Regions from separate parts of the Mus musculus genome. Here region 2 is linked to region 1. The links are chromatin contacts, called in public HiChIP or PLAC-seq maps. All regions are on one chromosome and are shown on one strand. The core of a region is the stretch at or near the end of the contact, and the rest is flanking DNA. Distances in the headings are between cores, read along the strand shown.

Evidence for each region. HiChIP or PLAC-seq counts read pairs in DNA pulled down with a chosen protein or histone mark.
Region 2: a contact with region 1 is called in an H3K27ac HiChIP or PLAC-seq map of embryonic fibroblasts, with 22 read pairs. The contact joins the promoter of Itga11 here to the enhancer-like site in region 1. A contact is called at or near these places in 1 of 39 promoter capture datasets (cancer-associated fibroblasts), 14 of 484 Hi-C or Micro-C datasets (adipose-derived mesenchymal stem cells, cerebral cortex, embryonic fibroblasts and 6 more), 4 of 115 datasets of contacts at active chromatin or transcription factors (embryonic fibroblasts, embryonic stem cells, heart atrium and 1 more) and 3 of 9 other capture datasets (adipose tissue, embryonic stem cells and liver).

Annotation. Positions count from the first base shown.
Region 1 is chr9:62,621,867-62,629,603 of GRCm38.p6, reverse strand. No RefSeq gene overlaps it. Among named protein-coding and RNA genes, the nearest start is that of Gm39353, 24 kb to the left of the region's middle. Within about 2 kb of position 2,338, at least 62 of the 459 cell types and tissues checked have an H3K27ac peak or open chromatin away from gene starts, as enhancers often do. A contact at or near this core is called in adipose tissue, cancer-associated fibroblasts, embryonic fibroblasts and 4 more, where this site is marked.
Region 2 is chr9:62,675,126-62,681,900 of GRCm38.p6, reverse strand. Itga11 (integrin alpha 11) reads right to left here and starts at 4,046. Exons shown (of 30, transcript NM_176922.5): 1 at 3,905-4,046. The coding sequence starts at 3,956.

The DNA of each region.
Region 1 (7,737 bases), core at 1,089-3,588:
AGATGCGGGAGATAAGCCAAATGCAGGGAAATGGACCAGATGGCAACTATAAAACTCCCCATTTATGACTTTAGGAGAGCTTGCTAGCAAATTTTCACTTCCTGTGGGCATGTCACACCTTGTTCCATCCATACTTCCCTTTCTCCATAAAACACCAGCTTCCCACCATCCAAGGCTGCCAGTAGGAGGGACTTAACCAGTTAAGCTCTTTTACCTGGAGCCCTCAGTTGACAGAGAGGGCAGGATGAGGGCTGGATGAGAGGTTCTGACCCCTCTGGCAGGTTCAGGCCTACAGAGTCACCTAACAAGATCACTGACTGAACCCAACACACCTGTCGCGGGAGGTCACAGGTGCTATAGTGACCATCCTCAGGACCTGGACCCGCAGGGCTCTACTCTACAGAGAGACTATGCACAGGGACCCTGCAGCATGGCGCTCCATGGGGTTTGCTGGCCTTGGTCAAGGGGAGGTGTGTGTTGTGGAGCTACACAACAGGATTTTACTATAGCCTGCCTCTCTCTAGGTAGTGATAAAAACGTCTGTCTCAATAGACAGTTGAGCTTGCAGATGGAGCGATTCTGTAGAGATGTGAGCAAGGGAAAGGGGACCTGTAAAGATGGGTAGCCCAGGGACTCTGCTTCCCATGAGAGGGATGGGAAGCCGGAGCGCTTGCTAGTCCCAGACCAGCAGTTTTCAACTGTGGGTAGCAACCCCTCTTGGGGGGGGGGCGTGTCAAACAACCCTTTCACCAGGGTCTCTTAAGACCACCAGAACACACTAATTTACATTATAATTCATAACAGGAGCAAAATTACAGTTTTTGGTTTTATGGTTTTATGGTTTGGGGTCAGCACAGCATGAGGAACTGTATCAAAGGGTTGAGAACCTTCGGCCTAGAGAAGACAACAGCAGTTAAACCAGAGCTGGAAGGGAGGGAGCTGGGCCAGGGCTGATACCCCCAACCCTCTAGACAGCATCCCATGGGCTGAATCCAAGAGGATGTCAAAGGGAGAGGGGGTGGGTCAAGACCAAGTGGAGAGGTTACCTCAGGAGTAGAAGACAGAATGGAAACCAACGGGTAAGGAAGGGCAAAGACTTGCAGTATGACCTTCTGTGCCTCCCTGACTGTGACACGGGTGAGTTGGAATTAAAGAAGGGATACCTTAATCTACCCCCTGCCGGCTGGCTCTCAGAGGACCTGTCCTCTAGCACCTATTGAGGTGAAGGAGTATTATGGAAAATGGCCTTGGGGACTTCCTCTGGTGGGCACTCCCATTGCCACAGAAAACACAGCATCCAGAGTCTAAGAAGTTTACCCATGTGAGCTCAGCTTGCACCTGAACTCTCAAACAAGAGGCTGCCTCTTCATTACTAATATAACTAGCTGGGGAGACAGACTGGGGAGCCCAGCTTTCTATAGCACAGAGAGGCCCCTGACCACAAGTGACATGAAGGCTCTGCCCTCTAAAGGGCTCACACTTCAGCCATTTGCCAACTCTGCAGAAATTGGCCGTGATCGTGAGCTTGGTTGAGGCCCCTGTGCGAGCCCCTCAGAGCTGAGCAGGGTACCTTCAGTGCCCAGATAGTGAGGAACTTGAAAAGGGTTTCCCAGCCCATGTTACCTAGCAGGCTGGTTGTGAGTCTGAAACAAGAACCAAGTTTCTTCACCGCTTGGCCAGAGCCCTTGAATCTCTCGTCTCCTCTGAAGCACGGACTCAATGGCCAGAGACTTCTTAGGACAGATGTCTGATCTCACCAGTTGGCCCTGGAGCAGCAGGGCCTTTTAGCCAGAAGGGAGTGTGTGACCCAGAGAATGACTGAGCATAACCTGTGTGTACAGACTCTTCTGGGTGCTAAGGCCTCTGTCTTCTCTCAAGTCTCAGTGGCCAAGACCCTCTGTGCTGGTCCCTGAAGTCTTAGCGGTGTCCTGGGACATGTGGCCTTGTTCCCACCTCTGGAGGGATCTCCAAGAGAGGTTTCAGTTGACCTCAGAATAACCTTCTCTCCACCCTGTAGCCTGAGCCCCTCTGGGCCACGGGTCATCTGCTTGGGACACACATGTGAGCTGATTGTTGACATAGTGTTTGCTAGCAATAGCAACAAGAGCCCTTCTTCCTGATGCCTCTCAAGGAGAAGCTGTCAGTGAGGAGGGGCCACAAAAACGAGGGCATCTAAAAGCATCCAAAAAGAAAGTTCAGGCTCACAAAAGTATCTGCAAAACAAATCCACATTCAAAAAAGGAAAAAAAAAAAAGCAAAAAAGCTTAGCCCCAAGTTCTCCCTGGCTGTGACTCATCAGCATAAATGTAGGCCTGGCTGGAGGCCTCAGGGTGAGTCCCCTCTGCCACAGGGCAGCTTGGTGAGCTTTTGTGACCCTTCCTACAACACTAGTCTACCTGGGTGGACTGGTGCCCAAGCTGTTTAGAAGAGGCAGCAAGGAGATCCCAGACAAACAAATAACAGCTCAGGATATTAAGGTTGAGAGGCTCTGGGTTTTGCCAGAGTGTGTGGTTTTCTTGAACTTCTTTTTGGATTCCACAGAGGCCTGTATTAGTCAGGCCGGGGGTGCTGTGTTAACAAACGGTCCGACATGCTCAGCGGTTTGAGACTGCTTGGGGACACGTAGTCCCATAACCCTGCTGCCTTCATTTCCCCATGGTTTTAAAAGAAGTCAGAAAACAGAACCTGGTAAAGAAAGCGTATTTCTCTACAGTCTGGTCGGAGCCAGAGACTTCTCGGGTTCTGTTGTTTCTGTTGCCGTGTTAGAAATACACAGAAAGGACGGAAGGAGAGCTGGGTTACCTGCATCTGCTGGTCTGTCTGAGAGAAGTGCTGGGAAGTCTGTGAGAAGCCGCTTCCTGAGTAAGGTCCTCCTCTGGCACAAGCACTTCAGCTTCCCCCCCTGCCAGCGCAGGCCTTCCTAGGAAGCATTAGTTCTAAAGGGTTCATTTTTTAGGGTTCCTGTTTGACCGCCAATAATAAATTTTCAGGAGCCATTGCTCTTCCCTACCGGCCTGCAGCCCCTCTATAAGGAGTAAGCAACCATCCAAAACCAACAGCAAACCAAGGGAGAAACTAGGGAATTGCTTTATTACAGTGGTTCTCAGCCTTCCTAACGCTGCGACCCTTAACACAGTTCCTCACGTTGTGGTGACCCCCAACCATAAAATTATTTCCTTGCTACTTCATAACTATAATTTTGCTAATGTTATGAATCATAATATAAATATCTAATATACAGTATATCTAATATGTGATCCCAAGGGGTTGAGACTCACAGGCTGAGAAACGCTGCTTTATTTGATGTGTGTGTATGTGTGTCCATCTGTGCACATAGGCACGTTGTGGGCACCTAAATTCAAGAATTACATTAATTACATTTCTATGCACTCTCATGAAGCAGAGGAGAAACTGGCTCCCCTAGGTGGTTTCTTGTTCAGTCAAAACTAGGCTGGGATTTGAACCTATACATACCTGGTTGACTAGAAGGACTGAATCTGTGATTTCTCGCTCTCCAACCTCTGTGAGGGGCCAGGTCTACTGTTTGTTTTGTGCGTTTCTGTTCATGTACTTCTATCCATTTGGAAAATATTTATTGAGGACTCCAATGGGCTGGGCATTGTTCTATATAGCAAAGAAAATTCACATTGGGCCCAGGTATCTGCAGCCTGAGGTTGGCAAGAGGGAATTGTGGGACTGGGGAAATAGCTCAGTTTAAAGTGCTTACCACGCAACCATGAGGCTCTGAGCTGGATTCCCAGAGCCCAGATCATTTTTTTAAAAAGCCAGATTTACAATCTCAATGCTAGGGAAACAGAGGCCAGTGGCTTTCTGGAGCTTGTTGGCCGGCCAGCCCAGCTCATTCAGCAGGTTACCAGCCAGGGAAAGACCCTGTCTCAAAGTCAAATTAAGACAAGACAAACAGATGGACAGAACCTGAGAAAGGACACCCAACTTTGTTCTCTGGCTATCCACATACATACACATGGACATGCATCCACAAATGCACTTGCACACACATGCACACATGAAAACACACACACATACACACACACAAAGAGGGGAGGCACTGGGGAGATGAGTCTGTAAATAAACTGCCTACTATGCAAGCACAAGGATCAGAAATCCATTCTCTAGAACCCATTCAAAAGTGGGGCAGGCGTGGCAGCTGTCTGCACTCCTAGCACTTACAAGGCAACCCCATAGGAGGTCGACCAGCTAGCCTAGTGGGAATGGGTAAGCTCTGGGCTCAGTGAGAGACCCTGCCTCCGTAAGTAAGGCAGAGTGTGATTGAGGAAGGCACCTGAAGTCAATCTCTGGCTCCACATACACTTGCACACACGTGCAAGCAGAGAGAGAGAGAGAGAGAGAGAGAGAGAGAGAGAGAGAGACCCACACAGGCAGACAGACAGACAGACAGACAGACACACACACCCCCCATTAGGCTTGCAACTGAGGAGACACAGCTTTAGCAGAGGGTGGGCATGTAGGCCAGGTTAGCCAGAGCTACTCCTAAGCCTTCCTCAGCAAACAAATCCTCTGACTCAGGGCAGCTTACTGACAGGAATTCCACAAATGTCACCACATTCTGAGCCTGGGCTACAGTTTTTCTTAAGTGACTAATGTGTGGGATCACAGTTGTCACATTCTCTCCAACATGGTGGAATCTGACTCAGAGAAGACATCCCCCAATGTTTAGGAAACGGATGGGCTGAGGAGTGACTGCGCCCTCCCACTTCTGGTCCTCTGACCACAGAGATGTTGCCTAAGGACGCCTCCCCAGCATCCGATGACTAGCCCTGGAGTGTCCTGCCTGTGTGGCTGGAAGCCCTGCCTGCCATGTCTGACCAAAAAGGGCCATCTGCCAGTCCCTGCCTTGTCTGGGTGACTTCATTCTAGAGACAATTGTCACTGTATTAATATGTGTTCGAGGACATTGTGGTTGGCACTCTCGTCATAGGCAGACAGGCACGACTCCAGAAGCACCCAACAGAGAAGGGCTTTTCCTAAACACCTCCTCCGCAACTGGCTGAAGTCTCACAGATTAAGATTTGTCACTGGGCAAATCCCAGCTCCAGCCCCATGCCTCTTTTCTGGGCTCTTTTTAAAAAATTCTCTCTCTCTCTCTCTCTCTCTCTCTCTCTCTGTGTGTGTGTGTGTGTGTGTGTGTGTGTGTGTGTGTTGCCCCCAATTTGATGCACATGTGCATGGGGCCAGAGGACAACCTCAGAGGTTAGTTCTCAGGAGCCATCCGTCTTATTTTGAGACTGGGTCTTTCATTGGTCTGGCGCTCATGGATTAGGGGAGGCTGGCCGGCCAGTGAACGTCGGGATCCACCTGTCTCTGCTCTCTCAATAGAGGGATTAATTACACTGTTGTGCTTAGCTTTTGGTTACATCGGTTCTGGGAACTGAACTCAGGTCCTCACCACCTGGGCAGCAAACATTGAATAGATTGAGCTATTACCACAGGGCCCTGAGTCCTTTTAAAGCTATAGAACTTTGCATCTGCCTCTGAACAGAGGGGATGGGTACAAATACATCTGCAGCCGGGACAGTGATATCACCAGTGTGTAGTGTGTGTGTGATATAGCATGTTCTGCATGCACGCAGGGCTCACCTTAACTCTGCCAGCTCTGCCAGCCCAAGGTCTGTAGGCTTTACAAACCCAGGGATGAATGCATCCCAACAGAACTGCAAACGTATCTGAAACATTAGGAGAGTTTTGGTCTATTTGTTTTTGTTTTGGTAACCTGATTGCAAGGTTCTCAAGTGTGAAATCTATAGGTGACAAAGTCATGTCACAAAGTCAAAAGGTTGGATACAGGGCTGGTGAGGTGGCTTAACTGGCAAAGGTACGCGGAGACATACCTGCAAACGTGAATTTGATCCCCAGAACCCACATGGGAAAAGGAGATAACTGACTCCCAGTTTGTCCTCTCTCTCTCTCTCTCTCTCTCTCTCTCTCTCTCTCTCTCTCTCTCACACACACACACACACACACATACCTTGACAATACTACCACTCCAACACACACAATGTAATTTAAAGAAGAGGTTGGATATATCTACTAGGGTATATTGCTAGGTGTCTTAGTCAGGGTTTCTATTCCTGGACAAAACATCATGACCAAGAAGCAGTTGGGGAGGAAAGGGTTTATTCAGCTTACACTTCCATACTGCTGTTCATCACCAAAAGAAGTCAGGACTGGAACTCAAGCAGGTCAGGAAGCAGGAGCTGATGCACAGGCCATGGAGGAATGCTCTTTACTGGCTTGCCTCCCCTGGCTTGCTCAGCCTGCTCTCTTATAGAACCCAAGACTACCAGCCCAGGAATGGTACCACCCACAAGGGGCCCTCCCCCTTGATCACTAATTGAGAAAATGCCTTACAGCTGGATCTCATGGAGGCATTTCCTCAACTGAAGCTCCTTTCTCTGTGATAACTCCAGCCTGTGTCAAGTTGACACAAAACTAGCTAGTACACTAGGGTATATTTAGTCCAATGAATAGGTTAAAAAAAAAAAAGAGTCAGAACAATCAAATACTCACTTGATGTGCCATAACTGGATGCCTCCTGTTTGCAAGGCCACAGAGCTATAGTCTTGGAGGCTGGTATCTAGTGGGGAGAAAGACAGGGCAGCTGAACAGAGTGGATGCTAAGTAAAGACATCCACAATTAACTGGGAGTGCACTACAGAAATGATCAGAAATAGGTGAGCCAGAACAGAAGGGATGGAGAGAAACATTTTCAGACCCTGATAAGGACAGACAGCCTCGAGCTCTGATCGTTTCAGAAGACACCTGTATCAGGTGGGTAGAGCATACAGGAAATGAAGAGTTTAAAATAGCATGGGACAGAGCATGACAGGAGCAGAGCTTCCAGTGTGGAGCCACTGAGGTTCCTGCAGAGAGAAAGTCCTTGGTGGGGTCTGCTTTAAATATGTCCACAGAGGGCTACCAGGGCACAGTAACAATGTGACTAGGCATCCTGGATGGGGTGCCAGGATAGAAAAGGGGCATTAGAAGAAAGCTAGTGCCACCCTGATAGGCATGGATTTCTGGTGATAAACAGTCCGGGCTCCTTCCTTGGCATAGATGCAGGAAAGCACATAGTGGCGGCTTCGGGAAGGGTATGTGCCGCACTCTACACTGCTAAATTTCGATAACTCGAACATTTCTCAAACAAAAATAAGGGTAGGAGGGGCAGGAGGGAGGACGGGTGGGAGGGAGGGCTGAGCTGGTAGGGAGGGCTGGAATACGGAAGTGCGGAGCTGCTGCCGTCTAGTGGTAAGAAGCAGGCTCTACAGGAGGCAGAGAGGCCAAGGGGAGGGACTAAGCTGAAGGTTCGAATCAGCATTGATCATCTTGCTGAAAGCACCAGGTGTGGAGGAAACATCACAAAAGATAAAGGTGAGAGATAACCCCAGTATCCCTAGGAGCTGATCCAATAGAGCAGAATTCTTCCCAGCAGTGCTTCCCAAACCCTTGGTGGCAATGGGGCTGGTTTCTTTGTTGTTGTTTGATTGGCTGGTTTTAAAATCCACTTACAGTCCAATCTTTTGGCTGAGACCTATTTAATGCAGCATGTCCACTTGAGCATGCTTGGATTTCTAGCATTCCCAAAAGACTCTAAGGGGGCTGCATACTGTTGTGGTCTCTTTGCAGACCAGAAAAAAAAAAAACCCAATTTACAGACTGGCACTTGTCTGCCTTAACCCTCACAATTATCTATTGTGG
Region 2 (6,775 bases), core at 2,797-5,296, 51 kb before region 1:
TGCCTCCCTGGGAATGAGATGACAGGCGTGCACTAGCGCTCCTGGCTTTTTTAACATGGGTTCTGAGGGATGGAAGTAGGATCCTCAGACTTGCATGGCAAGCATTTTACCGGCTGAGCTTCCTCCCAGCCCTCAGATGTGATTTTTGATCATGACAATCCCTTCTCTTTAAATTAAGCTACACTGCAGTAATCAACTTTGACTCCAAAAAGAAGAACCTGACGCGTGTGGAGAGACGGTAATACCGCAAGTTGAGCATTTTGGGGAGGAAGGAGCATTCCTCAGATTGTCCAAATGAACTCCCCATCCACACAGCAAGAGGCAAGCTAGTTGTCCCAGAACACGGTTTTGGTCCAAGCAACAGGGGCAGGACACTGGGGAGGATGAAGTGGGGCTCCCTACTGTTGCAGAAGGAGGGATTATAAGACTCAGAGATGGCAAGTAAGAGGGAAGAGCAGAGTGAGCTCCCAGAGGGCCCACAGTCCTGTGTGGCTGGGAACCATGAGAAGGGTGGTGTTTGCATCCCCTCTCTGAGAGATGGGGGCACAGGTGTGGTAGCTAGTCATCCTACTTTATGATGGGTTGGGTGGGGGAGGCAAAGTGATCAACTGCATCTCAGCCTCTGCCCTTCCAAGTTGGGGGGGGGGGCGCATGTCGAGCCTTTTCAGTCTCCAACAGCCATGAGCTAGGTTCCTGTTGAAGGGGGAGCTACACCCACAAGGACACACAGAAGTGAGCTGGTCTTTCCCCTCCCGAATACCAAAGAACCGCCTGCACCAAGATCAAACAGACGTTAGGGAAAGCTCAGAGCCAAAATATTAAGTCCTTTAGTCTGGTCTGGGACCAAGACCTAGGGCCAGGCTGGTAGCAGTGGGAGAGTCTTGGTTTTTAGGGTCCTGGCACTTATGCCCCTGAGCCTCCAGTATACCTCCTTAGCCATCTCCTGTCAACCTGAGCTCAAGAGAAAAGCCTCTGAACACCTCAGATCCTTCCTCATGACCTAAGAGGTGGCTTCCAGAGAGGAAGACAACGTGGTGCCACTTGCTAAGCACTGGGAAAACGGCCTATTTGGTCTTTGCAATAACTTTACAAATTCTGTTACTACCCCTACCTTGTAGAAGAGGAAATTGAGGACATTATTTGTCAGGGGCAGTAAGGCCTAACTGCAGAGTCCAGGCCAATTCCACACAGAGGGACTCTGGGGCCTTCGTTGCCACAGTGCCTGATCTTGCCTTGTGTCTTCCTGAAGCCTCCCAAAGGACCCATATGATTCACAGGTAAGGGACCAAAGTGAATTCTGTCCTTGGGCCAGGGAAATGACCCACGGATCCCTCAAACCCTTCTAGTACTCAGAATCCAGACTAGTCAGGCACCTTTATGCTATTAAAAGGAAAATGGCTGTTGTGGCATTGTGGTGTGTTTGTAACCTCAGTGCTGAGGTGGTGGAGACAGGATGGTCTCTCAGGGTCATTGACCAGCTGCCCCTTTCTACTTGGCAAGTCCAAGGTCAGTTAGGGACAGTCTCAGGTAGTGAGGGACACTCTCAGAATGGTTGATAGTACTGGATGGTGCCAGAGACAATACCTGAAGCCTTTCTAAGGCCTCCACACTCATTTACACACACACACACACACACACACACACACACACACACACACACAAATACAAACACACACACAGACATCTAAACAAACACATACACTTACACAAGCACACACAGCCAAACACCCCCTACACCTAAACACACATACATACAAATTTACACAAGCACCCACACACTCAGACACACACATACACACTTGAGCAGCCATACACAAATTGTCATCCCTTCATTCTTTAGTCCCTAGAAATACGAATAATGTCATTTTAAGTTCCATACACTATGCTTTGGGGGTTGGGGGGGGGTGATCCAGTTCCTCTTCCAGGAAGCCTTCCTTACTTGTCTCTGGACACACACACACACACACACAGAGGCCTTACTTCCTCTTCTCCATTCATTCCCTCATACCTCTGCTTAATTCTCTCAGTTCTTGCCCTACCTGAGCCATTCAGGGCCCAGGTGGCAGGGGCACATGAGCCCTACCTTCTTCTTGTAAGCAGATGCCCGTCTAGCATTGATGGATATATATAATGAGTCCCATATTCCAAAAACCCGAACTGATCAGCAATAATGCAGAAGTGGCTTTCTCCATGTAAGGGAGGCAATGAGTCACAAATCCTTTCTTGAGAGGTCCTTCAACACTCCATCCCTCAGAGCTCCACCCACTTCAGTTGCACGAACATTAGCAACCACTGCTGGAGTCCCACTGTGCGCCAAGCCTCAACTTCCACAACTCAGCTTCCACAACTCAGGATTCTGCCTCCATTGTCCCCCATGAGAAAAGCTTTTAGAGAGCTCACAAGGTCTGTGCAGAACTACTTTCCAAACTCTTGCACTTAGCTTTGGGATGCTTGGACTGTCCTTCTCTGGGGACACCTGTCTAGAGTCACTCAGGAGTTTTTATCTCCTTCCTGTGGATGGATTTCCAGTGACTGCAGGCAGTTCCTTCCCTGAGTGTACCTCCCATGGGTTTCTCTCCCTGGAGCTTTCTAAAAGCCTCTGGTCTGGCAGTAACCCTTTCCCCGCCCCTCCCCCAACTCGAACTTCGTGCAATAAAGTTTGCTTTCCAACTGAGTCTCTGGGATCAGAACGAAACCCAGCCAGTTTCAAGAGGCCTTTCATTTGCAGGGGATCCCAGAAGCAGCAAAGGACAGAAGGATATATGTGTGTCCCCAAATGGGGACAACTGACCAAAGCTTGGAGAGAGCCACCGGACTGGGTAGGGGTGAATCTTCACTTGTACTACCCAAGGGCACCTGTCCAGCTGTCACTGCCTCTGTCCTCTCCTATTGGTCTCAGCTAGTGCCAGAGACACTCAGAAAGAGCGGCAAGGTTGGCAGCCAGTACCAACCAGTTTGTTCCTTAGGCTCTATCTAGCTCTGGCTCTGGCTGAAGCATTCTGCCACGCTGTGAAGGGGCCAGGAAAACTTTCCCTAGCCGCGCGCAGCACAATGCGGTTGGCTGAAGCTGGGCTGGGCACCCGCAGTGTGGAGGCCTGAACTAGGGTACCCCAGGCTGAGAACCCAAAGACTTGTCTCTCTTTCCTTCAGTGACGGGTACCGAGGTTCCCGCTACGCCCCCACACCTGGAATACATTAAGCAGCAGCGCGTTACAGTGACGGCGGCTTCCCCCGAATTATTGAATAATTGCATAATTCCAAGCGCGAGCTGGGGACGCTGCTCTGTTCCTACACTAGTGTTAAGTATCTGTTCCACCGGTCCCGGGCTGAGGGATTGTGCCCTCTGTTTCTGGTGGGGCTGAAGAGAGTTTACTAACGCCTAGCAGCCAAACTGGAGGGATTCTGTTCTCTTAGGACTCCGGGATCTCTTAGGACTCCAGGCTCTCCAGGGCCGCCAGGATCTGGCTCTCCACACTTCAGGGGGCTCTGCCTTGGGTAGCGGCGGGGGCAGTCGGGTCACGCTCATTCGGCGCGATCTGCCTCCTTCCCCAGCTGGGGCCTTGGACCCTCGTCAATGGAAGGATGCCTGGATGGCAGAGTGGACACTTAGGAATTATCCCCAGAGCTGCATCGGGAACATCAGAAATGCTCAGTGGTTCTAGCAACCCGAGTCCCGACTTCTTTCCCCAAACACATCAGAGTCCTAGAAAGAGTTTCCTAGGCACACCTCCCTCCTTTGCTTTCTTGGTGGGACTGTTGTAACAGCAGCCCTTCCCGGCAGACCTGTGTCCCCAAGTGCTACTGAAGGAGGTGCGTCGCATCTCTCTTCTCTCAACTTGAGCTAAGGTCCTGGAGGACTAGGGAGGGGCTCCCGGAAGGAAAGACAGGCTAGGGGAACACGTACCTGGCCAAAGGCTGAGGGTCCAGGCCACCAGGAGGCCCCTGGGAAAGTCCATGGCCCGCTGCGCGGCGGCGGGTGTCGCGATGGTCGCGCGGCTGAGAGCCAGAGCCACAGCCTCGGTTCGCGAGCGTCCTGAGCCTGCACTGATCCAAGCTCCAGCTCCCTGACAGCAGCGCAGAGGAAGTGGGAGGGCTCCAGCGGCGGGGAGGGGCGCGGACACAGCGGCGGCCCTGGCTCCAGGCCAGTCTAGGCCCCTCTGCCACCTGAGCCGGTGGCAGGCTGCTGCCCCGACGCCCTCGCCAGTATCGCCCTCCCCCACTCCCAGCCCATCTAACCTCAGGGTCATAGCAGAGAATGGCTTCTGGGAGCCAGCCACCTTGCCAGCTTGGTACCTGACTCTCCTCCATCCCCAACCAAATCGGGGTCTCCTCTGGAAAAGCGAGTTATGGAGTCCATTTTCTAGGGGGAAAGAGCTGAATAAATACCATAGGTGAACCTAAGATGACCCAGGGCCACTCTGTGACAGGTCTTCTTCGGACACGTTGGATGGATTTCCCCTCCCTTCACAACGTTCCTTTGTCTCCCTGTTCCCTGGGCTTTAAAATGTCAAGGCCACAGTGCTTCTTGGAACCCTGGAATCAATGCAAAACACCTCCAGTTTCCACCGCCCCAGCCTCCACACCTGAACAGGGACTGCACCTGACGGTTCCGAGGCTTCTCTTTGGAACCCAGGCTCTATTCCCCAGCCATTGTACTCACAGACAGTTAACTTCAACGTGCATTTATTGCTGGAGCTTTTTATGGGGTTTGGGCCGCTATCTGTGAGTGTGGTGGATGGCCTTCCCAGCAAGGGAGGAGCAGAGGAAGGCAGCAAGGTAGCTAGCGTGAGGGAAACCGAGAGTATGGAACCCACTACTTTTTTCAGAACCTTCCCAAGGCTACCATGCAAATGTGCAGACACAGCAGGCTAGTCTCTTTCTGCTCTTATCTTCACTGTATCGTGCACACCCATACACCTACCACACCCTAAACAACAACTAACATATTTGTTTGGCCTCTCTGTCTCTCTGTCTCTGTCTCTCTCATCTCCTTGGTTTGTAAGGACACTCAACTCCTTGTCTTCAGGAGCAGAAGAGTTTTTCAGTGTATGCACAAATAGATGGATGAATAGGAAGGGTGTGTAGGAGCCCAGAGGGAAGGGCATCTGAGAATGGTTGGCTTTTAGGGAGGATCCTTGAAGGATAAGCTGAGTGTTGAGACGCTCTACCACTTGCAAAGGCTGGGGAAGCTGGTTTTATTCTGGGGGAGTGGAGAGAGAGATAGAATGAGAGGAAGGGAGGGAGGGAGAGATGGAGAGAGGGAGGGAGAGGGAGAGAGAGACAGAGATGGAGAGAGAAAGGAAGGTGGAGGAAGAGAAGGAGGAAGAGGAGGAGAGAGGGGAGGGAAGAAGAGTGTAGATAAAAAAGCAAAGAGAGAGCAGAGGAGAAGGAGGGAAGGGAAAGAGGAGGTGCAGGTCTTGGGCTGGAATGCAGTGCACAGGTGTTCTCACCTTCAGGGCTAAGTTTCAGAAAAGGAGGGCATGACAAAGGGGCAGGCTTTCTTGCTCTTCTAAAAGAGCCTGAATATCAAAAGAACCAACTTCTTTTTGCCAGGACAGGTGAGGGCTAGGACAGGTGTGGGCTAGGACAGGTGTGGGCTAGAACAGGTGTGAACTAGGACAGGTATGAGCTAGGACAGGTGTGGGCCAGGACAGGTGTGGGCTAGGACAGGTGTGAGCTAGGACAGGTGTGGGCCAGGAAAGGTGTGGGCTAGGACAGGTGTGGGCTAGGACAGGTGTGGGCTAGGACAGGTGTGGGCTAGGACAGGTGTGAGCTAGGACAGGTGTGAGCTAGGACAGGTGTGGGCCAGGACAGGTGTGAGCTAGGACAGGTGTGAGCTAGGACAGGTGTGGGCCAGGACAGGTGTGGGCTAGGACAGGTGTGAGCTAGGACAGATGTGGGCCAGGACAGGTGTGGGCTAGGACAGGTGTGGGCTAGGACAGGTGTGGGCTAGGACAGGTGTGGGCCAGGACAGGTGTGGGCCGGAGGAAGCAGGATCTGCCTTGGGATGAGGCTGACACTGCTTGGCTTAAAGGGAAACACTGGGTGCATGCTGGGAACAGTTTGACCCTTGTAGTGTCTGGTTTATTGTTTAGACAGTCATTATTGAATGTTATTTAACAGTCTTTTCAGTTTGCTTTGTGGTGCTGGAAATTGAACCCAGGGTCTCAAACATGCTAAACAAGGGTTCTGCAACTGAACTACATCCCTGGTCTGGGTTGCTGCCCGAGGACATGTTGATGTCTGAGGGCTGTGCAGAATTGGTCCCATCCCTCTCCTGGACATCATGAGAGAGCTGGTCCTGAGAACTCATGAGCAGGAGAGCCGACCCTACCCCTGGCAAGCTGCAGTACCCAGGAGAGTGCTCTACACATCACCCAGGAAGCACAGTAGAGCTGGTTCTGGTTGTGGGAGTTGTGGGTGATTTGGCTCCAAGGGTGTGCTCATAGGAGAGCTAGTCCTGCCTCTCTTCTCCTGAGTGGTGGCAGGGGTGAGGGAGAGATGACCCCACCCACTCACCCACATACAGCAGGCAGGAGAGCTGGCCCTGCCCCTCACCTACAGCAGCATTCCAGAGAGCAGGCTCTGCACTTCACCTAGGAAGCATAGTAGATCCGGTCCTGGATGTGGAGGTTGTGGGTGAACTGGCACCAAGGGTATGAGTGTGGGAGAGCCCTTGCCACATACAGCAGGCAGGAGTGCTATCCCTGCCCCTCATCTGCTGGAGCTTTCGGGAGAGCAAGTCATGCATCTTGCATGGGCAGCAGTGTAGCTC